Regions from separate parts of the Mus musculus genome. Here all the other regions are linked to region 3. Evidence: chromatin contacts called from public HiCAR-type and promoter capture Hi-C data. All regions are on one chromosome and are shown on one strand. The core of a region is the stretch at or near the end of the contact, and the rest is flanking DNA. Distances in the headings are between cores, read along the strand shown.

Region 1 (5,868 bases), core at 3,270-5,769, 2.3 Mb after region 3:
ATCAGGAGTCATAGATGTAAGCATCACCAACACAATAGAAGACATAGAAGAGAGAATCTCAGGTGCAGAAGACACCATAGAAAACATTGACATAACAGTCAAAAAAAATGAAAAAAGCAAAAAGATCCTAACTCAAGACATCCAGGAAATCCAGGACACAATGAAAAGACCAAACCTAAGGATAATAGATATAAAAGAGAGTGAAGGTTGGGATAGCATTGGAAATGTAAATGAAGAAAATACCTAATAAATTTAAAAAAAAAAAAAAAGAAAGAAAAGAGAAAGAGTGAAGGTTCCCAAATTAAAGGGCCAGCAAATATCTTCAACAAAATTATAGAAGAAAACTTCCCTAACCTAAATAAAGAGACACCCATGAACACACAATAAGCCTACAGAACACCAAATAGACTGGACCAGAAAAGAAATTCCTCCCATCACATAATAATCAAAACGACAAATGCACTAAACAAAGAATATTAAAAGCAGTAAGGGAAGAAAGTCAAGTAACATATAAAGTCAAACCTATCAGAATTACACCAGAGACTATGAAAGCCAGAAGATCCTGGACAGATCTCATACAGACCCTAAGAGAACATAAGTGTCAGCCCAGACTACTATACCTAGCAAAATTCTCAATTACCATTGATGGAGAAACCAAGATATTCCATAACAAAGCCAAATTTACACAATATCTTTCCATAAATCTAGCCTTACAAAGGATAATAAATGGAAAACACCAAGACAAGGAGAGAAACTACAACCTAGGGGAAAAAAAAGCAAGAAAATAATCTTTCAACAAACCCAAAGAAGATAGGCACACAAACATAACTCCACATTTAACAACAAAAATAACAGAAAGTCACAATCAGGGCTGGAGAGATGGCTCAGCAGTTAAGAGCACTGACTGCTCTTCCAGAAGTTCTGAGTTCAATTCCCAGCAACCACATAGTGGCTCACAACCATCTGTAATGGGATCAGATGCCCTTTTCTGGTGTGTCTGAAGACAGCTACATTGTATTCACAAACATAAAATAAATAAACCTTTAAAAAAAAAAAAAGAAAGTCACAATCACTTTTCCTTAATATCTCTTAACATCAATGAACTCAATTCCCCAATAAAAAGACATAGACTGACAGACCAGATATTTAAACAGGACCCAGCATTTTCCTGCATATGGGAAACTCACCTCAGTGACAAAGGCAGACACTACCTCAGAGTAAAAGGTTGGAAAACAATTTTCCAAGCAAATGGACTCAAGAAACAAGCCTGAGTCTCCATTCAAATATGGAATACAATCAACTTTCAACCTAAAGTTATCAAAAAGGATAAGGAAGGACACGTTATACACATCAAAGGAAAATCTACCAAGATGAATTCTCAATTCTGAACATGCTCCAAATGCAAGGGCACCCACATTCATAAAGGAAACATTACTAAAACTCAAAGCACACATTGCACCCCACACAGTAATAGTGGGAGACTTCAACACCCCACTCTCAGCAATGGACAGATCATGGAAACAGAAACTAAACAGAGACACAGTGAAACTAAAAGAATTTATGAACCAAATGGATCTAACAGATATTTATAGAGCATTTCATCCTCAAGCAAAAGAATATACCTTATTCTCAGCACCTCGTGGTACCTTCTCCAAAATTGGCCTCAGATATAAGAAGATTGAAATAATCCCATGCACCCTATCAGATCACCACAGACTAAGACTGGTCTTAAATACCAACAAAAACAACGGAAAGCACACATACACATGGAAGCTGAACAATGCTCTACTCAATGATAACTTGGTCAAGGAAGAAATAAAGAAAGAAATGAAAGACTTTTTAGAATTTAATGAAAATGAAGAACATCATACCAAAATTTATGGGACACAATGAGAGCAGTGGTAAGAGGAAAACTCATAGCTCTAAGAGCCTTCAAAAAGAAACTGAAGAGAGCTTACACTGGCAGCTTGACAGGACACCTGAAATCTCTAGAACAAAAAGAAGCAAATACACCTAAGAGGAGTAGATGGCAGAAAATAATCAAACTCAGGGCTGTAATTAAACAAATAGAAACAAAAAGAACTATACAAAGAATCAACAAAACTAAGAGCTGATTCTTTGAGGAAAATCAACAAGATAGATAAACCCTTAGCCAGACTAACCAGAGGGCACAGAGATAGTATCCAAATTAATAAAATCAAAAATGAAAAGAGAGACATAACAACAAAATATATCTTAAAATAATTATTCTGCTTGTTAAATATTAACAGTTGAAAATATTAAAATCATATTCTACCAAAAAAAAAAAGTGAACCACAGGATAAAGTCTAAACTAGGCTGTTTTTGAAGCTTCCTTTGTCAATGCATTTAATATAAATCTCTTTACCTTAGCCTCAGGCAGACTCTTGAGACAAGGGCAAAAAAGAAGTCATATTCTTCACCAAAATATCACAAGAGCAAATTCTAGATAACATAGGAAAGTTCTTTCCCTTTGAAAGCTCTTGAGACAGGCAGGCCACCAGAATTCAATTCACCCTCAGCACTGATGTCGTCCATATTTCTGCTAGGATGGCCCATTAAGCTCCACTTAAAGTACTCCGCAGGTTTACAAACCCAAAGATCCAAAATTTGAATTCATCCAAACAAAAGTATGGTTAGGCCTATCACAGCAATACCCTAGTCCCTGGTACCAACTTCTCTCTTAATCAGGGTCTTGTTGCTGTGAAGAGACACCATAACCAAAGCAATTTGTATAAAATGAAACATTTAACTGGGGCTGACTTACAGTTTCAGAGATCCAGTCCATTATCATCATGGCAGAAAGCATGGCAGCCTGCAGGCAGACAGGGCGCTAGAGGAGCTGAGAGTTCTAAACCTTGATCCAATTGCAACCAGGAGACTTTCTTCCACAGGCAGCTAAGAAAAGGCTCTCTACACTGGGTGAAGCTTGAGCTGTAGCAGACCGTAAAGCCTACCCTCTTAGTCACACTCTTCCTCTAACAAGGCCACACCTCTTCCGATGAGGCTCTAACCTCCTAATAGTGCCACTTCCCACGGGCCAAGCATATTCAAACCATCACAGGCTCCTAGTCTAGCAATAATTCAAAATGTAATTATTCTCATTTCAAAGATCTCCATATTATATCACAGTCCCAACACTGTTTAAATGTCTAAAGTTTCGTCGAATACTAAGGGCAATCTCTTGACTTTGACATCATATAAACTCAAAATATACAAATTCTATAAATCAAAATAAACAAAAAGTATAACTTCTCAACATGCATGGGCTCAGAATACACTTTTCCTTTACAAAGAAGGAAAGATTGGACCAAGGCAACCCTGTGGGGCATAAATCAAATCATATAGGCAATGAGAATAAGAGCATTTTTGTGACATCTGAACAGAAAGAGAGAGCAAGATTAGAAGGAGAATACAGAGTGGAACAACTTAGAAACCATAGATAACATAAAAAAAAAAAAAAACAACTATGAGAGCAATGTACAGAATGCAGAGGGAAGAGAAAAAAAAAAGAGCTGCAGAGAGCAGAAGGAGCAGGCAGACTTCTCCTTACTATGGGACAGAACAGGTCTTTTCTAACTAACAAGGAAGGTTTGGTCTTAGTAAATAAAGAGAACAAAGCTTTACTCCTCTACACTAACTCCTCTAGAGGGGTTACAGGCTTCCTTAAAATAACCTTCCCTAACTTGTCTAAGAAGAAATTAAACAATTGGAGGCCTGCAAACTCAGGTTTAAGTGTGTATCTTTTCTCTGATTGCTCGCTATTATCCCTTGTTTCCCTCCCCACCCAGTTCTCTCAGAGAACCGGGAAAACCTGCCTGCACAGTACTTCCTGGGAAAGAATAGAGATCAACAGAACATGAGAGAAAATTTAGAAAGAAAAGAAAAAAAAACACACAACTAAAATAGAGTAAATGTTGATGAAAGAGGCCAGGAAACCCAGTGAGCCTGGCCTTACTAACACACGTTACTGGACGGTCAAGGCATCTACAAGTCTGTGTCGATGGCAAACACTTTGCATCTGCACAGAATTAACTGCGGACGGATCATACATCAGAACCTCAGGTGCCAAGTGCAGAACTTGTAGAAGACACCGGAGAAACTAGGGTTCTCCATGTCAGCACATCTGCCTTCCCTGGACACAGGAAAAGCAGCTGAGGCGCTCACTGCATGGTGACGTCAGCAACAAGGATGTTTTCACTCCAGGACCCGCGCCCCACACTCTGCGCAGGCGCAGCCCGGGATCGAAGTCAGACGTCCGGCTTCCGCTCCGGAGGTGCAGGGACCTCAGGTGAACAAACGCAATCACGCCGGGCGGCGAGTCTGACCGCCGGTTCCCGCACCCCGGGAGGAACCCCACACAGTCTCCCAAGGCTCCTCCCCGCGTGGGGACGGCGGCCCCGCTCACCATGGCGTGGAGACCGAGCTCGCCCCGCTCTCCTCACAGCTCCCGGCAGCGGGTGGCAGACCAGGACACGGAACCACAAGAGCCTCCCTCAGACCCGAGCCCGAACCTTTAGTATTAGGGAACGGAAGTGCTCTCCCCATTCTGGCTAGCGGATCCATGCGGCCGTGATTGGCTAGTAAGGAATGAGTGACAGCTCCCCTAGTCACCGAGGGCTGTGAAGTATCACAGCACAGTGGTTCCCAGTCCTGGTGTCCGCTCAGGCACAGAACTGTCTCAGACGCGGAGAGACAGGCATTGCCATAGAACTTGCGCCTGTTAGCGTACAGGCAGGTCCACAAGCCTACTCTCGGGGACCTAGCAGAGACTTCTGTCATCAGATGCCATCACCTGCCGATGCCATCAGGCGCGCCCGGTCTGTTTCAGGATGAATGTATCCACCCACCAGCCACCGGAGCTCTCTCCCTACTCGGCAGGCCGTCTCTCTGTTCCCGGTGTGCGCTCCTTTCTCTCTCTGCCTGTCATATGCCCACTTCTCTGCCTCTGTCCCTTCGCCAGGACCTCAGTCCCCCAACCCCCACCCCCCAATAAAGCTTTTTTACACCAGATGCATGGCGTAATTTCTCAGGACACACTTCAGCTCGATCTGCCAAAGCTACTTCACCTCACTCCATTATGTTTCCTAACAGCAGGACTGCACAGTCGTCCCTGCTCTGCTGCACTCAGGAGGCTCCTTAATCTAGGCACAAGGTCTCTAGCATACACAGATCACTAAACAACCTCAAGTGGAGTGATCCACCTGCCTCACAGCCAAAAGAGCATCCAGACTATCCAGGTCAAATTTAAACCTCCTGGTTGATATTCACCAGGCATCATCCATTTTTAAAAAGACTCATCTAAATTGCTCACACTTCTTTCAGCTAAACACTGGTAGCCAAAACACTAACACATTCCCAGCCTTTAGTGGTTGCACTGGCTCATTATGCCAGCACTTGGGAAGTGGAGTCAGGACATCAAAAGTTTAAGCCTAGTAATTCCAGGACAGCCAGGGAGGATACACAAAGAAATCCTGTCTCCAAAAAAAAAAAGTTTAAACCAGCTTGGTCTATGAACCCAAACACCAACTATTCTGGCCCCCAAAGGGGAGGTGACCAGGGTGTGATCAAGTGACCATAGGTGTGTGGGTTCATTTCTGGGTCTTCAATTCTGTTCCATTGATCTACCTGCCGGTCTCTATACCAATACCATGCAGTTTTTATCACTATTGCTCTGTAATACAGCTTGAGGTCAGGGATAGTGAATTCCCCCAGAATTTCTTTTATCATTGAGAATAGTTTTCATTATCCTGTTTCGTTTTGTTTTACTTTTTTTGTTATTCCAGATGAATTTGCAAATTGCTCTTTCTAACTGTGTGAAGAATTGAGTTGGAATTTTGATGGGGATTA
Region 2 (6,555 bases), core at 2,086-4,585, 2.4 Mb after region 3:
TTATAAGCAAAAGACTCACGCACATATTTTACAATTAAAAACAAAGCAAAACAAAACAAAAAAACATAGGGAGTGCCATAACCTGCACTCCAATTTCTAGAGATCAGTATTAATATCATGTATGTAATGCCATTCTGGTGTAAAAAAAATTATAGCCTCTGACAAAGTTTAAACGTCAAGATGTGGGTAAAGCTCAGAATAATAACAAATGTTAAGACATGTAGGAAAACAGAGACAAAAATATAAACATAAAAATATCAAATTAGAAAAATGCCTTCTCAAAGAAAAGCAAATGCTTCTATTTTACATTCCATTAAGTATGGATAGGGTCTGAAGTGGTGGTGAATAACATTACCTTTTCCTCCCATAATTAAACACTTTGCTGTGTGGTACAGCACCCTCACAACACATTCTCTATTTGTGCAAAGAAGAGCATGTGCGTTTTCTTTAATGGCCCTAGTCTCACTGATAACTACTGAATCGGTTCCAGCACATGACTGCGGTCTAAATTTACTTACACCTCTTTTTCTTTACAACCACACAGGTGACATTAATTTCTGTCCCTGTTGTGTCTCTTTTTCTCTGTGACCCTGTATGAGTCATGAGTAATAACCGTGCCACAGACTCAATATTTTGTCTAGAGATCAGTCCATTATCCTTTCATTTAGCCTTGATTTCACAAGACAGAATAAGGAGAGAATATGTCAAGTTATTATACAAACAACCTGTCTTAGTGACTGTCCGATGGCTGTGAAAGTGCAATATGACCAAGGCAACTCTAATAATGGAATACATTTGGGAGTGATTATAGTGATAGTCCATTGTCATCTTGAAAGGAAGCATCATGATAGGCAGGCATGGGGCTGAGTGTTACATCCTGATACACAGGCAGACAACAGAAAGAAACACCTGCCTTGCTCTGGTCTTTTGAAACCTCAAAAAGTCACCTAGAATTACACACCTGAACAAATAAGACAAACCTTCTCCCATAGGTCATACTGCTTAAGTTTACACAGTTCTACTAATTGAAGACCAAGCAACCAAAAATAGGACCATGAGGCTGTTGAGCTAATATAAACCATGACAGGTACATAACCTAAGTAGAAAGCAGCTCTGAAGGGAAAAAAGTGAAAGAAAATAAAGGAAGTAGAGAAAGGGGGAAAGAGAGAAAAAAGAAAATGAGAAAAAGACAAAGACAATATTTCATCCGAACAGTGAGGAACCAGCTCCTCTCAGTAGGTTATAGGCTTCCTTAATATAACCTTCCCTAGCCTCTCCAGGAAGAGATTAAACAATTGGAGGCCCCCAAACTGCAGCTTAAGTCCTTATCTTTTTTCTGAGTACATGGTATTATTCCTCGTTTCCCTCCCTGCACCATTCCCTCATGGAACCTGGAAAACCTTGGATGAGGTCAGGAGGAAGCAATGAAGGCACTCTCTCGCGTGCTTAAAGTGTGACTGTTGTAGATGATGCCGTGTGGGAGCTGCATTTCTAGCTGTGCAGACGTGCAACACAAGGTTATCAAGGCTTTCAATGTGATTCAACTATTTAACTAGTTGAAATGTGGAAGTCTTACATTCCAGCCAACAAGGAGATCTGTCTGATCACAGCTCAGATCATACTCAATTGGAATAACATGAGGCAAAGCAATACTTTGAGTCTGAGGACTGAGAAGGTAAAATAGGTAGATGACAAAGCGTGCCTTCCACAATACAATCTATATGGTAAGACAAGGATGGAATCAACTGTCTCTGCTTGAGGCCATGGACATCTATCTTCTATTCCATAACTGTGGGGAGGTCTACCTGCCTAGACCATGACATAGGTACCATCTCCTTCTATGTTTATGCCAACCTCGTAAAAGGGTATTTCTAAGGAAAAGGCTGTAGCACTTTACATTTAACCTTTGAGAAGATGGAAGATGGCCTCACCTTAGCAGGAAATGACCTAACCTTGAGTAGAAAGCAACTGTGTAGTATGCTGCCATCTTGGCTAGTATGCTAAAATATCACAATGCAGAATTTGAGCTATAAATTCAACAAATGCCCAATAAAAAGTGTCACCATTTTTGATACCAAAGGAAACTGATGAAAATAAGTAACCAAGAATGAAAAAAATAATCAACACACAAAACTGGACATATACTAAACACAGCGATAACCTGACATCAAAACCTCAAACAGCTGCAATAAAGAAAGAAAATATAAACAGCAAGAAAAAAAAATAAGCAGACAGATAGACAAAAGATAGAAAATATTTCTTCCAAATAGGGAAGAGACAACTCCTTTGGCTGGGATACAGGTTTTCTTAATATAACCTTCCTTACCTTGTCTAAGTAGAGATTAAACAATTGGAGGCCTGCAAACTCAGGGGTTTTTTGTTATGTTTTTTCTGTTTGTTGTTGTTCTTTTGTTTGGTTTGGTTTTGGCTTTTTCAAGACAGGGATTCTCTGTGTAGCCCTGGCTGTCCTGGACCTCACTCTGTAGACCAGGCTGGCCTCGAACTCAGAAATCCACCTGCCTCTGCCTCCCAAGTGCTGGGATTAAAGGCGTGCGCCACCACTGCCTGACCAAACTCAGATCTAAGTATGTATCTTTTCTCTGTATTATCCCTTGTTTCCCTCCCCACCCAGTTCTCTCAGGGAACCGGAAAAACCTGCCTGCACAGTACTTCCTGGGAAAGAATAGAGATCAACAGAACATGAGAACAAACTTAGACAGAAAAAAAAAAAAATACACAAGTAAAATAGAGTAAATGTTGATGAAAGAGACCAGGAAACCCAGTGAGCCTGGCCTTACTAACACACGTTACTGGACGGTCAAGGCATCTACAAGTCTGTGTCGATGGCAAACACTTTGCATCTGCACAGAGCTAACTGCGGACGGATCCTACTCCTGAACATCAAGTGCCAAGTGCAGAACTTGTAGAAGACACCGGAGAAACTAGGGTTCTCCATGTCAGCATATCTGCCTTCCCTGGACACAGGAAAAGCAGCTGAGGCGCTCACTGCATGGTGACGTCAGCAACAAGGATGTTTTCACTCCAGGACCCGCGCCCCACACTCTGCGCAGGCGCAGCCCGGGATCGAAGTCAGACGTCGCGCTTCCGCTCCGGAGGTGCAGGGACCTCAGGTGAACAAACGCAATCACGCCGGGCGGCGAGTCTGACCGCCGGTTCCCGCACCCCGGGAGGAACCCAACACAGTCTCCCGCGGCTCCTCCCCGCGTGGGGACGGCGGCCCCGCTCACCATGGCGTGGAGACCGAGCTCGCCCCGCTCTCCTCACAGCTCCCGGCAGCGGGTGGCAGACCAGGACACAGAACCACAAGAGCCTCCCTCAGACCCGAGCCCGAACCTTTAGTATTAGGGAACGGAAGTGCTCTCCCCATTCTGGCTAGCGGATCCATGCGGCCGTGATTGGCTAGTGAGGAATGAGTGACAGCTCCCCTAGACACCGAGGGCTGTGAAGTGTCACAGCACAGTGGTTCCCAGTCCTGGTCTCCGCTCAGGCACAGAACTGTCCCAGACGCGGAGAGACAGGGACATATCGCCACAGAACTTGCGCCTGTTAGCGTACAGGCAGGTCCACAAACCTACTCTCGGGGACCTAGCAGAGACTTCTGTCATCAGATGCCATCATTTGCTGATGCCACCAGGCGCGCCCGGTCTGTTTCAGGATGAATGTATCCACCTAAGCCACCGGAGCTCTCTCCCTACTCAGCAGGCCGTCTCTCTGTTCCCCGTGTGCGCTTCTTTCTCTCTCTGTCTGTCATGTCCACTTCTCTGCCTCTGTCCCTTCCCCAGGACCTCAGTCCCCCAACCCCCACCCCCAATAAAGTTTTTTTACACCAGATGCATGGCGTAATTTCTCAGGACACACTTCGGCTCGATCTGCCAAAGCTACTTCACCTTACTATATAATGTTTCCTAACAGCAGGACTGCAGTCGTCCCTGCTCTGCTGCACCCAGGAGGCTATTTAATCTAGGCACAAGGTCTCTAGCATACACAGATCACTAAACAACCTCAAGTGGAGTGATCCACCTGCCTCACAGCCAAAAGGGCACCCAGACTATCCAGGTCAAATTTAAACCTCCTGGTTGATATTCACCGGGCATCAACCATTTTTTAAAAAGACTCATCTAAATTGCTCACACTTCTCTCAGTTAAACACTGGTAGCCAAAACACACATTCCCAGCCTTTAGTGGTTGCACTGGCTCATCATGCCAGCACTTGGGAAATGGAGTCAGGACATCAAAAGTTTAAGCCTAGTATAAAGAGTAGTTCCAGGACAGCCAGGGAGGGATACACAAAGCAATCCTGTCTCACAAAAAAAAAAAAAGTTTAAACCAGCTTGGTCTATGAACCCAAACACCAACTATTCTGGCCCCCAAAGGGGAGGTGACCAGGGTGAGAACCTGGGAGGAGAAGACAAAAATAGAAAGTTTGGGGTCACTATGTCTTGCATAACATGATGGCTCATGTTAAGCAAGTTTTTTCAGATGATATACAGCTCTGATACACTATAGGTGGAGAATGAGACAGTCAGCAGAAAGATAATTTAGCAATGTTGGCTAGAAGGACACAGGATAGATACCTCATAGTGAGCACACACTGGCCATGAGACTGATACCCATGAGACTGATAACTGAAGACCGTGGTTCCTTTGACTCCTTCAAGATGCTTGCCCAAGCACCAGACCAGACCTTCCCAAGTCTGCTCTTGGAGAGGTCACAAAAGCAATGATCCCTTGGTGCTTTCATCGGGGCATCTGAGAAAGCCTTGGATAGGCCTAGCTCCCCAAAGACCCACCTCCAACCTAAACAAAAACACATATGAAAATAGGAACCCAAGAATCAATTCATGGACAGCTAGTGCTGAGAAAGAAAGAGTAGGAGAGATTGGAGATGACAGCTACATGATAGGGAATAATAAACTACTAATGGCACCAAAAGTTGATTTTTTTTAAAACCATAATTGAAACACCTTTAGCTAAACTACCTTTTGAAAAAAGGCCGACACAAATTGCTAATTTCTCACATGCATTTAGAGTCAAGAGTGGTGGTCTGTTCTTGGAATCCCACCACATGGAATGGTGAGTCCGAAGCATCACAAGTTTAAGGCCTGGTATGACTACAGGCTGTGTTTACAAAATACTTGGTTAACTTAGCCAGACCCTTCCTCAAAATAACTTTTCTATTATGCTCAGTGGATTCTGGCCACACATGGGAGGGGCTCTAGAATGAGTGCCCGGGTTTTTTTGTTGTTGGTTTGTTTGTTTGTTTGTTTGTTTGTTTGTTTTTAATGAAAGTAGAGCTACTACAACCAACATACTGAAATAGGTGGATCAGAAGGGAATACTGTGAGAGGAACCAGGTAGTTTGCTCAGTAAGGAAGGACACTTGCAATCAAGTGTGATATCCTGAGGTCAATACACAGGAGAGAAGCCACTCCTCCAACTTGTCCTCTGACCTTTACATATGTGCTATGGTATGTTTGCTCACACATGTCTCAATGGCACAGATTCAGATTTTTGTTTTGTTTTGTTTTGTTTTGTTTGTTTTGTTTTCGAGACAGGGTTTCTCTGTATAGCCCTGGCTGTCCTGGAACTCACTTTGTAGACCAGGCTGGCCTTGAACTCAGAAATCCACCTGCCTCTGTCTCCCAAGTGCTGGGATTAAAGGCATGTGCCACCACTGCCCAGCAAATTCAGAATTTTTAAACAGAAATCAATACAAACAAAAAAAATTTAAAAATCACCAAGACAGAGAAAATCCGGCAGAATAGCTAGCTGTGTGTTAGTACAACCACTGCTCAAAATAGACCTTCACCACACTGCCAGCGTCACACTAGGAAGCAGAGCATTCACAGTTCCCACCAACTTCCTACAACTGAAGAGTATTTCACGGAAATTCCTATCTCCTGGGCAGTTCCTGCTGGATTAAACAACTAATGCTATTCTGAGTTGACAAAGAAAAAAATTTAAGAAAGAAAGACAAAAAGCAAAGAAATCTATACTAAAATGAGTGAAGTAAACCGTGAAGACGGGACCTGTCCAATCACAGCCTTAGGAGGATGCACCAAGGTCTCTCTCTGGGGCGGGGACTTTGCCTTTGGCCTGCTCAGGCAGTGCTTACACAGCATCCAGACTGAAGACGGGATCTATTCTGTGGCCATCGGCTCTTTACAATAGTTCATTTGTGACAGGAACCATTTCTTGTGGGAACGCTGAGGCTCTGGGACCCCAAGAGAGGGCTTTTCATCACGCATCTAGGCAGTGACTCCCCCTACTGAAGTCCTGTGACATTACATATGCTACTGTGATCTTCACAGGGGTCCTGGGTACATGACATCTACCCACGGCCAACCTCCTGCTGAAGTGCTGTGTAGATGTGCAACAGGGGTCTGAGAGCTTGGCTGCATGCCTTCCATCTGATAGACCCCACTCAGCCTCAGGACAGGCCACTCCTTCCTTCCAGCCTTATAAGGACCTTCTCACCTGGAAGAAAAAGTGACGCCTCACTTCCTACTGCTCCTATGCCTGTGTTCCCTGTACC
Region 3 (6,503 bases), core at 2,808-5,307:
AATCCATGAGGATAGGCCTCCCCCTCTTCCCTTCTCCTTCACTATAAACCTTGGACTCCATCTTCTATTTACATGGCGATACAACTTTTAATTTAATTAAGTAATTTAACGCTAGGGTCCCATTATGTAGCCCTTGCTGGCTCGTTGCTCATTAGGTAGCCCGGACTGGATTTGAACTTGCTACCATATATGTCTGCTTCCAACATCCTGGGATTACATTTGTGAATTATTACTCCAAGCTACCACAACCATTTTGTAGAAAAGGAAGCATTCCAATTGCCCCTCCTTAGAACTTGAGAAACTAAGAAAGAGTGGAGGGTGGGAGTCGCAGGCTTTGATGAGGCCTATTTTAGAAAGGGCGGTTTCCTCTTCCTAAAGCTGGGCTATTTAATAAGAATTGTTTTAGGCTTATTGATTTTATGGGTGTGCATGTTTTACTTGCATGTAATGTATGCCATATGCATACATGGTACCCGTTAAGGTCAGAAGGAGTGGATCCCTTGGAACTGGAGTTAGGGTGGTTGTGAACTGCTATGTGGGTGGTGGGAATTGAACCTGGGTTCTCAGCAAAAGCAATGAGTGTTCTGAACTGCGGACTGAGATGCCCAAGCTTTTAAATTGTGACTCCATTTCAGGGAACCTGACCTAAGTTTGAACTCAGGGTAAGTTAACAGGCTGGTACTTAGCATTAGTTTCCCAGTTGCCCCCCACGACAAAACCTGAGCCTAGCTGCAGTCTCTAGGCTAAATACCCAACAAGACCAGAGTTTCCAGGTTACACCCCTCAACAAGACCAGTGTCTCCAGATTATTCCCCCAACAAACCTGCACCCCCAGGTCACAAGCCCACCCCTTACCTAACGACCACCAGTGCAGAGGGGAGCAGAAGTTAAGTTTATGATAGGACTCCCAGAACCAGCCAATTATGTTAAAGGGCACAGCAGCTTTCTAATTAGGTGCTTGCACATGAATCCCTGCTTGTTGCTTACTGTAAAGCCTTGCCACATAGACAGTTGAGGCTTCCCCACCACTATAACTGTCTTGCTTGAAGGTGATGTGTTGGGGGCAGGGGAGCTTGCTCAAATAGAATAAAGACCCTGCTGTGAGTTACATCAGATCAACTCCTGTCTGTCTTTTTTGGGATCACTAATATTTCCCTGGCACAACAGACTCTAGCATCAAGTCTGGGTATTTTACATGCTTATTTTTATATTTATTTATTTATTTATTTTTGTTTTTCGAGACAGGGTTTCTCTGTATAGCCCTGGCTGTCCTGGAACTCATTTTGTAGACCAGGCTGGCCTCAAACTCAGAAATCTGCCTGCCTCTGCCTCCCGAGTCCTGAGATTAAAGGCTTTCGACACCATGCCTGGCCATAGATTTTTTTTTTCTTAAAAGATTACATTTAATGTACTATTCGACTTTTTGTTTGTTTGTTTGTTTTTGAGACAAAGAGAGAGAATTAAAGAACTTAGATTTGGCCGGGCAGTGGTGGCACATGCCTTTAATCCCAGCACTTGGGGGGTAGAGGCAGGCAGACTTCTGAGTTCGAGGCCAGCCTGGTCTACAGAGTGAGTTCCAGGACGGCCAGGGCTACACAAAGAAAAACTAAAAAAAAAGGTTACAAATTACTGTCCTCTTCCAACTGGCCCTGTCAAATCACCACAAATCACCATTAGGTGTGCATGCTTTCAATAATCCAAGCTCTCAGAGGGCAGAAGCAGGAAGATATATGTGAGTTCCTGGCCAGCCTGGTCTACAGAGTGAATTCCAGGACAGCCAGGGCTACACAGTGAAACCCTGTCTCGAAAGGCAATAAATATCATCTGGCCAGGTAACCAGTTTTTAGGGAAACTGATATGCCCACAAACACATTAAGGAGATGGGAACATTTTTCAGTCTCTTAAATGAGATAATGTTCTTACATTTACCCATAAGCCCCTCTCGCTGTGCAGCCACTTACAGATCTGGACTGCTAAGCTTGTCTGCCTTTTTTTTCCAAGACAGGGTTTCTCTGTATACCCCTGGCTGTCCTGCAACTCACTTTGTAGACCAGGCTGGCCTCGAACTCTTGTCTGCCTCTTTTTTTTTTTTTTTTTTTTTTTTTTTGGTTTTTCGAGATTGTCTGCCTTTTTGACCTCTTAACTCAAAAGGTGTATCTTTGTTTTCACACCAGTTCTATCCCTTCTTTGGTTTCTGGCCAAGAGCATAAGCATACCACCCCTGGCCCTCGGGGCATTCTCCACTTTTCTCTGAAGGTTATATACATCTCCAAACCACCCTTTTGTACAGCTACTTACACCCCACCTAGGCTCCAAGTGCAGAACAGGCTTACTTTCTGCACTCTAAAAATGAGCCAGTTTTTCTCTTCCTTCTGTTTACCTTTGGGCAGCTGCCAGAATTTACAGTTCACTATAATACAATGGGCCTCAATCTTCCTTCTGAATCCACTTAAAAATTCTTAGATAAAGGACACTAAGAACATATAAGAGAACCTGGATTTCCCCAGTAAGTAATGTTTTAATGACATTATTGTAGAAACTTGAAGAACAAACAACCAGAGGACAGTGATGTAAAACCTGAGCTTTTTCGGGAGGCAGAGGCAGGAGGATTTCTGAGTTCGAGGCCAGCCTGGTCTACAAAGTGAGTTGCAGGACAGCCAGGGCTACACAGAGAAACCCTGTCTTGAGCCCTCCCACCCCCAACAAAACAAAACAAAAAACCCCTGAGCTTTTTTTTTTTTTTTTTTTTTTTTTTTTCCCCAGACAGGATTTCTCTGTGTAGCCCTGGCTGTCCTGCAACTCACTTTGTAGACCAGGCTGACCTCGAACTCAGAAATCCACTTGCCTCTGCCTCCCAAATGCCAGGATTAAAGACATGCTGAGTTCTTTTTTTTTTTTTTTCCTTGTTTCTTTATATACAAGGTTTCACTGTGTAGCCCTAGCTGACCTGGAACTCCTAACAGTAGACCAGAATTCCTCAAACTCACAGAGCCTGGCCAGTCTCTGCTTCTGCAGTTCTGGGGTCAAAGGTGAAGACCACCGCTCCTGGCCTGTTTTTTAATTAATTTAATTAATTTTTGAGGCAAGAGTCTTACTCTATTGAGCTTCCACACTAGGCTAAGGTCAAGCCTAGGTAAGGACTTCAGTTAGATGTAGCCTAGTAAGGCTGCAGTTTCACAGCAGGTGTCACTCCTTTGAGAAGAGACTTCTTTCTCTCTTGGCATTGCATTACTCTGCGTTAAAAGGACACAGAATCTGGCGAAACACATCTTGAGACATAAAATGCAACTTTAAGCATGACTGGTAAGAGTATTTGCAAGGGAAAGCCCATCCCATATGGCTGGAGTTCAGCAGGAGCTACCAAGCTTGCTAGACAACCAATCACAAATTCATTACGACCATTGTCCCACATTGTGACTATGCTTGCTCCGCAGAATTAGGGCACTTGCCAACGGTGCTGACCGGCAATGCAGGGCTATTCAAATCGCTTTAGGAAGGTTGACCCATGTGAAAAAATGAAACAATCTCTTCCTACCATCAGAGCCAGGGACAATAGTTTTGATTTTGAAGTTTAAGTCAAAATCGGAATCACTTTCCTGGACGCTGTCTTTCTGGTTAACTTGAAAACAATAGACACACTAGCAGCTGAAAGTAGCCAACCTCGAGTGAACCCCGTAGGCGGACTAATTTCAAACTTTTTCCATGCGTTTAGTTTTCATTTCGCCGACATGTAATGTTCTCAAACGAACAAGTATTATGTGATACACACACACACACACACACACACACACACACACACACCACACACACACACCATTGAGTCATCTCCCTCCCTCTCTGGTCATATTCGGTTCAGAAACTACCAGGAGAAGACGATGGGGAAGAATTGTTTAAAAAAAAAAAGTTTAACTCAAAGTCAAAAAAAAAAAAAAAAAAAAAAGGAACCCTTCACGCCATGATTTTGGTGAATTAGCAACAAAGAGGAGGATTGGCCGCTGACGGGTACTTCTGGAAAACATTTTTTTTTCCTCTGGCTCCCGCTAGGGTGGAGGAAGTTGGGTCTCGGCGCGGGAGGGTGTCAGGCCCAGGGACGCCAGCAGCGCAGGGCGGCAGGTGCCTGGGCTGCAGCGGCCCGGTCTCGCGGGTCGCCGGTCACCTACGGGCCCTGGCGCTCCCGGCGGGCGGCTACGCTCGCAGCAGCATGCCGGAGGCCCAGGGGAGCAGAGCGCGGCCAAGGCGCTCGGGCCCGCTAGCGTCCTAGCCGCCTGGGGAGGCGCGGGGGCCTGCGATCGCTGGCGGCCGAGTGCGGCGGGGGCGGGGAGGGCGCAGGGCGGCGGCCGGGGGGGGGGGAGGGTCTCGGCTCCGCCACCAGCGCCCGCGGGGACCCTGGCAGCTGCGGGTGACAGTCGGGGCGGCATGGCCGAGGCTGGCGGGGCCGGGTCCCCAGCACTGCCTCCCGCGCCCCCGCACGGTTCCCCCCGGACCCTGGCCACCGCTGCCGGGAGCTCTGCTTCCTGCGGGCCAGCGACCGCGGTGGCCGCGGCGGGCACGGCCGAGGGACCGGGAGGAGGCGGCTCGGCCCGGATCGCCGTGAAGAAGGCGCAGTTGCGCTCTGCTCCGCGGGCGAAGAAGCTGGAGAAACTCGGCGTGTACTCCGCCTGCAAGGTACCCGCTGGGATGAGCACAATCGCGGGGTCACGGGCGGGCTCGGACCCCCCCTCCCCTCCCCCACCCACTCCCAGCTTCCCGCCGGCACCGCGGAAGTGCTGCGTTCTGTGCGCGCGCTCTGCCGCTGCGGCTTGCACAGCATCTCACTGGGACAGGGGTAGGGGGTCTTCTAGATCTGCCGGTGTCCCTCTTCTGGGAAGGATGAGTCTTGGCTTCGGAGCGCTCGGCACTGGGGCTTTTTCTGCTCTGTAGGAGCTCGCGGGAGTCCTTTCACAGGGAGTGTAACTGTGCTTGGTGTGGCAGATCTGTCGGGGTTGGGAAGCAGCTTTTTTGGGGTTGGGGGCATCTTAGCGTGTGTCTCCCCGCGCTCGCCCTCCCCACTGAGCCCCGCTAGGAGGAGCTGGGTTGTGGAGCACCCAGAAGTGTCCTGGAATCCTGGCGCTCTACGGGAGCGAAGGGGCGGAGCGCGGGGTGGGAGGTGGGCACTGCCCCAAGCCCCTGTCCTTTGGCGCCTGGCGGCCTCGGCCGTGCGGCGACAACCCTGTCATTATTGTTATTATTTATTTAGCGAAAGCGGGATCCTGGCCGCTTAGGGTGTAAACAGGGTCTGGCAGGGTGACAGCCCAGGCGGCGAGCGCGTCTGCTCAGTTTGAAGACAGCTTTCTTGCCATTCTCCCTCTTTGGGGACTTTAGGCACCCAGGGCATCCAGCTGTAGAGCACTTGTAGGGGGCTCAGCATCTCCAGGCTGCAGGGGAGAGCGACTCTGCACTGTAGACTGCGGCTTTGTTTTGACTGGGTGACAGCAGAAGTGGGCGGGGACTTGGCCTTGTCAGCCCGGGCGGCCTGTGGTTGGGACCAGGCACTCACTCACTCACACCTCCCGTGTTGCTTGCTGCTCCAGCTTACTACTGTAAAAGGAGTCGCATCCGCAGCATCCAGGTTCTCATTCCTACTCCCCACTGTACAGCCAGGATGGATAAACCTGGTAGATGACTTCCCTTCCGGGACATTCTGGTTGTCGTGTTTTCTGGAGCTTTAAGGACCTTGGGGTCTCAAGCATGCCCTGCCCATTCCTTGTGGTCACCTCCTGTTTATCGATGCAGTCACAGCACCTGCTGTGCCTTCCTGAGAGGGCTCCAGTGCGGTGCCTTATGCACACAAATATGCTTTGGAATCGCTAAAAGCAAAAATCAGGAGGTCTGGGGTGGGGTCTGAGGAGTTACATTTCCAACAAAGCCCCCCAGGAGATGTGAGTGGCAACTGAGAATACTTTCCACGAAGCAAGTATATTACTACTTTTGAATTCTGCAGAGGAGCTGGGAAATACTAACGTCACGTGGTATAGACTAAGGCGTGCAAAAAAAAAAAATTGGAAGTATGTTTCTAAGAAATGGGAAAGGCGAGGGGCTCTACTCCAAAAGCTATTGACTTCCTTAGTTTTACAGTCCTACCAGTCCGACCTACCATCCACCTTAGACAGGACCTCTGGTGTAGCATGCCGGGGAGAGAGTGGCCAACAGAACCCAGAGCAAGTTCAAGGACTTAATAAATAGGCTTGGCCTTTGCAGCTGCTCTAGTCTCATTCAGAAAGCCAGCTATGTAGTCCTGACTTAGTTTTCAGTATTAGCCTGAGTCCCCATCACCAATACCCATCTCCATACTGCCTCCTGTCTGAAAACTTTCCAGTGGTTGTACACATGCATTCTTTTTAACTTTCTCTAGGTCTTCCTATGAAGTCCAGGATGGTCTTGAACTCCTATCTGCCTAGGATTACAGTTCTACCACCATGCTCCTCCCCTGGCCTTCCCAAATACTTTGAATTATTCATTATTAT
Region 4 (6,058 bases), core at 76-2,575, 2.1 Mb after region 3:
CTTTAAAAACTTGCACTGGCACAGTACTCCTAATATACTCATACTGAACTATGGGATGTGTCAGGCAGTCAGGATATTCGATTCCCTTTCTTAATCTTTAGAGAACCTTTCTCTGAATTTCACTTGGACCATACTTTTAGGAATTCAATATAGCATGTTCTAATAAATATTAAGTCATCTGGGGAAAATCTGAGGAAAAAAATATGTAAGATTCATAACTTAAGTCTTATTGAAGATACAGAAAGTGAAGTTCATTAATTTCCCAAAGTGTTTTTTCTCAACCCGGTAATACAATCTCTCAGCAAAATAAAATGTTGTTTTAGAAACCAATTACAATTTAAGAAAGAAAAAATTCTTAATGTGAAATGAAAAACTCATAAACTAGGACAATGAGGGCAAGTCAATACAAAACAAAAAGTTCAGTTTAGTCTCTGCCCCACTGTCAACTTCGGAAAATAATTACCTAGTCAAAAGTACAGGCATGATAGTGTTTTATAACAGTTCCTTTCAACTTCTCTTTTGGCTTTCATATTAAAACTTTCTGTCTCACACACACCATGGACTCTTGGTAAACAACCATATGGGTATTTCTTAAACAACAGATTAAAACTCATATGAACCTCATACTAATAAAGTCACTATCCACTTTTCAAAGAAAAAAAACAGATTAAAAGTAGATCCTACATTAATACTCTTCAATATTACTAAAGAAAGCAAAAAACAAAAAAAAAAAAAACTGAAAACAAATTATACTTTGGCAAAACGATGCTTTTTGTGTCCTCAGCAGGAAGTATCAGCTTGAATCAAAATACTTTTAAAAGCCAGTTTTCCGACCTGTTGCACGGCATAGTAGTAGCCCGTTCCTTTAATCCTAGCGCTCTCTCTGTTCACTGTGCACCAGGTTCATGCTTTTCTTCTGACACTTGTCACCTGGGCAAGTACCTGAAGCCTCTGAGGCTCCCAATAACACACACACACACACACACACACAGCGGGTTATCGCTGCCGCCAACGCATAGCGCACACACACAGACACACACACACACCCCTGAAGCTTGAGGTCTCCCTGAGAGAGAGGATGCCGAACACAGCGGGTTATCGCTGCCGCCAACGCATAGCGCACTTTCTCTACAACTACCCCAAATGTGGTTGCAAACGACCCCTCATATCATCCAGGGCCCGACCTCCAGCGATTACACCAAGAACTCCAACACCCTAGCGTTCAGTACCTCACAGAACACCGAGGATCCCGGCAACTTTTTCAACCTGCAGAGACGCGACTTCGACTTCCGGAGCCGTGGGACACACGCATGCGCACTCCAACCATTCCGCCCGCTTTTTGCTCGTGCTTCCCATAACAAAAGCGAAAGGCAGGCGGGGCCTCGGCCAAGCTCCTCCCAGTTGGTCCCTGCAGAGTAGGAAGCCTGCTGCTCCTCTTTCCACGCCCCTAATGGATTTTTCTGGGGACTAGCGGGGGGGGGGGGGGGGGGGGGAGAACACACTGTTCAAAGGATAGTAACTGGCTTGAAAGAGTCCTAAATCCTGTAGCCAATTGGAACCCTATTCCGAGTGAGACTCCAAATTCTATTTTGTTGAATAAATGGATCAGAGGCAAAACCCTTTGTTAATCTAAGTTAAGCACCCAAATGCACTTTTACACGATGTAAATAGACGAAGATAACAATGTTGTTTTGTTGTTTTTTTAATCGCAATTTAGGGCTATTATGCTATTGCCAGGCAAGTTGAAAAATACCAACAATCCTTTGTTAGTCTGAAGATTTATCGTTCTTTACTATATTTTTGAGTGATGAAAAATTGTCATGAGTTTAGAAACTTTGTAATGATTAATTTCAGAATATAGAAAGCTGAACAAGAGTATGTAGGCTTATATCGAGTGTAAAAAAATTAATTAAAAATTAAATTTTAAAAAGTGTGTAGGCTTTAAAAGTTTATCACGATTATTTGGAGTTATTTGGGAACCCTTTGTATCGGGTTAAAAGGCATTTTTAAACACAGAATAACTTTTTTATCTTTCACAAAATGTTCCACTATTAGTTTAAATTGAGTCTACATCTATTCATTTTACCCACCCACTTTTTTCAGGAAGTGGGGAAAGTTTTGAAATTCCATTGATGAAAATGAAGGTCTTTTGTTCATTCTTTTAAACTACATGCAACATTAATGGCACTGCCTATGTTAATTGTAACTGTTAATCTTTCTCCCTTAAGTTCATCAAAGTTCATCAAAGACTGAGTGCATTGACAAAAATGATGGGATTGTATGCATTTATGGTAGGATGGAAATGATCTCCATTGTTCTATCAATAGAAAAAAATCAGTTAAAGGTATCTTTCCCATGACTGAGAAGAATATTTCCATGTACGTGATTTCCATGTAATTGAGTTAAAGAAATTCAGTGTGATTGGGGCACATTCCACCTATAACATGAAGTCAGAATTTGGCACAATGGAATCGAATATGTGAAGAAAACCAAATAAATTGGCATTGCTACTTACGTTCCCATTAAAATGATATAAATGGGACGAATTTTGAAGTGAGTATATTAGACTAAAAGGAGACTTAAAATCAAAATGTACTTCTTTAGTTTGTTATTTATGTCTGCTTATCTATGCTAGTGTCATCCATATTAAAACTTCCTAATACTACCCACAGTGGTCTAATAGAAATGTTAATCAACTCCTCTCTATTTTTATATTAGAAATTATATTTTGCTTTTTATTTCTGACAGATAGTCTTTGTATCAACCCACTGGTTCTTCGGCAGAAAACTCCCACTGTTTTTGCTGCAGTTAGATTTAAGCATAAGTGTGTTTCAGATTGTTCAGAGATGGAAGGCAATATTTTCTAGTATATCTATAGCAGATATGTCAAGATTTTCTGTCTGTGTACAGATTTCCTGGAAATTCTTCCTAAAACCACATAAGAAAATATGTGCATCATTTCCTCTGGCAGAAATCACAAAATCAGAGGGAAGACTTGATGAAGTCAGTTCTGTGGTTGACTGAGTAGTAAACAAGATAAAAATGAAAAACAAAAACAAAACCCCTACCACCTGAAGCCAGTACTGAGCTCTTAAGTCAACTCTCCCCACACCTCATTTTCCTCATGATTTCTAGTGATATATAATAGTATATGTGTTTATTTTTTGCTTTTGGTTTTCTATTGATAGCATCAAAATGTAGTCTTATTTTAGGCAAATGCCATGGAAATCATAGGCCAGTGGTTCTCAACCTGTGGGTCATGACATCTTTGGGGATAAATGGTTCACAGGAGTTGCAAATCGGATATCCTCCATATTATTTATTTACATCAGGATTCATAATTAACAAAATTACAGATGTGAAGTAGCAACAAAATAAGTGGATGGTTGGAGTCACCACAATATGAGGAACTATATTTATGGGTCTCAGAATTAGAAAAGTTAAGAACCACTGTCATCAATAAAAGCTATTAACTACCAGAAATCGGCACATGAAGTTGATAGCATGTGAGACAATACAATAAAACTCAATGTTGTTTCAAAAACTGTATACATCCCGGGCATTTGTACTCTAGCAACACTGACTGTTTTACCCACCTGCCCTGTTACTTACAAGCTTTGCATCTTCCATTTTAGATGTTTGCATCCTCAACTTATATTTGTCATAAATTCAGCCTTTCTATTTCAGATCCATATTAGGTATTTCAAATTAGATATTTAGAATATCTCTCCATCTCTCTAATCATAACTATCTGAACTGTAAATGTCGACTAACTAACCCCTAACAATTCTCCTTTGAAACGTCCACCATCTCGGTCGTGTATCTTCTTCATAGAATCATTTAGACTACTGAAGATTGAGTGCTTATCCATAGCCACACATTGAAACTCTAGTGGGAGGCAAGTGAGAGGCAGAGCTTAGAGGAAATGGCTGGACATGAGCTTACAGCCTTCCCTGTGACAACAACATGCTCATTAGAACAAGAGAGTGAGCCCCCTCTCTGCCACATGGAAATACAAGAAAAAGAATCATCTATGCATCAGAAAGCAAGCCAAACTCCAAACACCAAATATGACAATGCCTGGATCTGGACTCCCCAGCTTTCTAATTATGAGGAGTTGAGAAGTCCTGTATAAGTCACTGTGTCTTTGCTATTCACTATAGCAGTCTGAACTGATGAAGATGTAGGCCAAAACACGTCAAGTTCTTCTTGAAATGTCTGCGCATATGCGCAAATAAAATTCTTCCTTTCAGAATCAATACTGTTTTGAAACCAGACATTTATTAGCATATCTACAACCCTTTCAGCATTCACTGGGACCAAAGCAATAACATTCTAAAACAACTTCATTCATCCCTGCTTAGCCATTTACATCAAATTATCTACTTAAAAGCAGAATGACTCTGTTAAAAGATAATCATCATATATCACTTTTCTTGTGATTTTTTTCAGTATTTTTTAACAAACTAAAACAAAAATCAATATGGCCTAATACCAGATTGTAGATTTATGTTCCAGTCTCCTCAATTTCTTCACTAAATGGTATTTGTTGTTTATTTTTGAAACATTAGACACTTATTTTCTTAAATTCTCTCCCCACATACCACCTTAAATCACTTCCTCTCTTTAAAGTCGTTGCTAAGGAGTCCCATAATCAGAGTATATTTGACAATGTTTTATTCTTTATTCATTGAGTATCTTGCGAGTGTCTTAGGGAAAGTAACTGACTGGCTAGTGCAGCATTAAAGTGAGAAATAAAACACATAAAATCCATTGATGAAAATGGAAGGTAATTTTTGACTTGTGTGCATCAGCAGCAAATAGTGACTAAGGTGATATCACCTGTATGTTGTGTTAATTAGAGAAGGTGGCTTATGATCTTTTAATTTATGCTGTTTAAAACTATGTGACTAGAAGTGAGGTTTATTAGTACAGAGTTTTTATGTTTATTACTTGGGAAGTCCTGTATCCAATGAAAGTTGATTCCATAGATGTTTCAGTCATAATACTAATACTCCTCTCCAGTTTAAGAATTGCAGGCACTTTTTTGGTACTATCCCTGGATAACATCTTTATTGTTTTGAAACACACTCCACCTATTCCTAAAGACTCTGGGTCTTTAATCATGAAGGCATCTTGAGTTTTGATAAATGCATTTTTTGATAGGTATCCAAGTTATTATGTGAACTTTTTTCTGCTTAAATTTTGTTTACATGATATATCACACTTTCTGGAATGATATATCACACTTTCTGGAATGATATATCACACTTTCTGAAATGATATATCACACTTTCTGGAATGATATATCACACTTTCTGGATTGTTATTCACACCTAGCATCTCTGGGATGAAGCCCACTCAGTCCTAATCCCGATGTTCTTAATATGTTCCTTGAATTTGGTTGCAAATATTTTTTTTTGTTGTTGTAAATATTTTTTTAACTTATTTACTTCACATCCTGCTCACTGCCCCCCTCCCGTTCACCCCTTTCAACAATCCTTCCCCATCCTCCTTTCTCTTCTTCTTTGAGCCAGAGGATGGGCCAGGGTACACCCCAAACTATCCTGTTCACCACCACCAGGCCAAGCCTTGGCAGCTATTCATAACCCTCTCATGCCTTCTAAACCAGTACCACCTGGGTGATCCTTACACATTACCATGTACAGCTGCAGCTTGAGGTAAAACCTTGGCTATCTCTGGAACACAGCTTTTTTGTGCTCTCAGAAAGTGCTTACCAGAAGATATCACCTCAGTGAAGCTGGTCTCTCTTAATCACAACTAATTTCTTAGCTCCAGATAACCAGCATTAATCATCCCCACAATCTCCTTCTCCCCTTGACTTTAAAGCCAGAGCCACATGGTCAAAACTGCCAAGTTCTGCTGCTTGCTGGGGATGGAACATGGACCCCTATTCTATTACATTATCACCAACTATCTGTTTTCCGGCTCACTTACTGCCTAAGCTTGGCTGTCCTGAATCTTGCTCTGTAGATTAACCTTGAACTCATTGATCTGCATGCCTGTCTCCTGGGATTAAAAGTGTGTACCACCATGA

The links. Promoter capture Hi-C pulls out the DNA fragments that hold promoters and counts their contacts. HiCAR-type assays count read pairs that join an accessible place to other places.
Region 1: a contact with region 3 is called in a promoter capture Hi-C map of liver, with 4 times the contacts expected there. The contact joins the promoter of Zfp119a here to the promoter of Kat2b in region 3. A contact is called at or near these places in 6 of 39 promoter capture datasets (the C10 cell line, cranial neural crest, hippocampal neurons and 2 more) and 2 of 115 datasets of contacts at active chromatin or transcription factors (large pre-B cells and pro-B cells).
Region 2: a HiCAR-type map of astrocytes shows a contact between it and region 3, with 7 times the contacts expected there. The contact joins the promoter of Zfp119b here to the promoter of Kat2b in region 3. A contact is called at or near these places in 3 of 39 promoter capture datasets (cranial neural crest, embryonic stem cells and liver), 7 of 115 datasets of contacts at active chromatin or transcription factors (astrocytes, embryonic stem cells and large pre-B cells) and 2 of 9 other capture datasets (adipose tissue and embryonic stem cells).
Region 4: a promoter capture Hi-C map of liver shows a contact between it and region 3, with 5 times the contacts expected there. The contact joins the promoter of Pot1b here to the promoter of Kat2b in region 3. A contact is called at or near these places in 6 of 39 promoter capture datasets (the 3T3-L1 cell line, the C10 cell line, the HPC-7 cell line and 3 more) and 1 of 115 datasets of contacts at active chromatin or transcription factors (astrocytes).

Annotation. Positions count from the first base shown.
Region 1 is chr17:55,874,434-55,880,301 of GRCm38.p6, forward strand. It overlaps Zfp119a (zinc finger protein 119a), which reads right to left and starts at 4,520. Exons shown (of 4, transcript NM_144546.6): 1 at 4,427-4,520. The coding sequence starts at 4,429.
Region 2 is chr17:55,941,924-55,948,478 of GRCm38.p6, forward strand. Zfp119b (zinc finger protein 119b) reads right to left here and starts at 3,336. Exons shown (of 4, transcript NM_146249.4): 1 at 3,249-3,336. The coding sequence starts at 3,251.
Region 3 is chr17:53,562,914-53,569,416 of GRCm38.p6, forward strand. It overlaps Kat2b (K(lysine) acetyltransferase 2B), which reads left to right and starts at 4,058. Exons shown (of 18, transcript NM_020005.4): 1 at 4,058-4,665. The coding sequence starts at 4,417.
Region 4 is chr17:55,711,311-55,717,368 of GRCm38.p6, forward strand. Pot1b (protection of telomeres 1B) reads right to left here and starts at 1,326. Exons shown (of 17, transcript NM_028370.2): 1 at 1,230-1,326.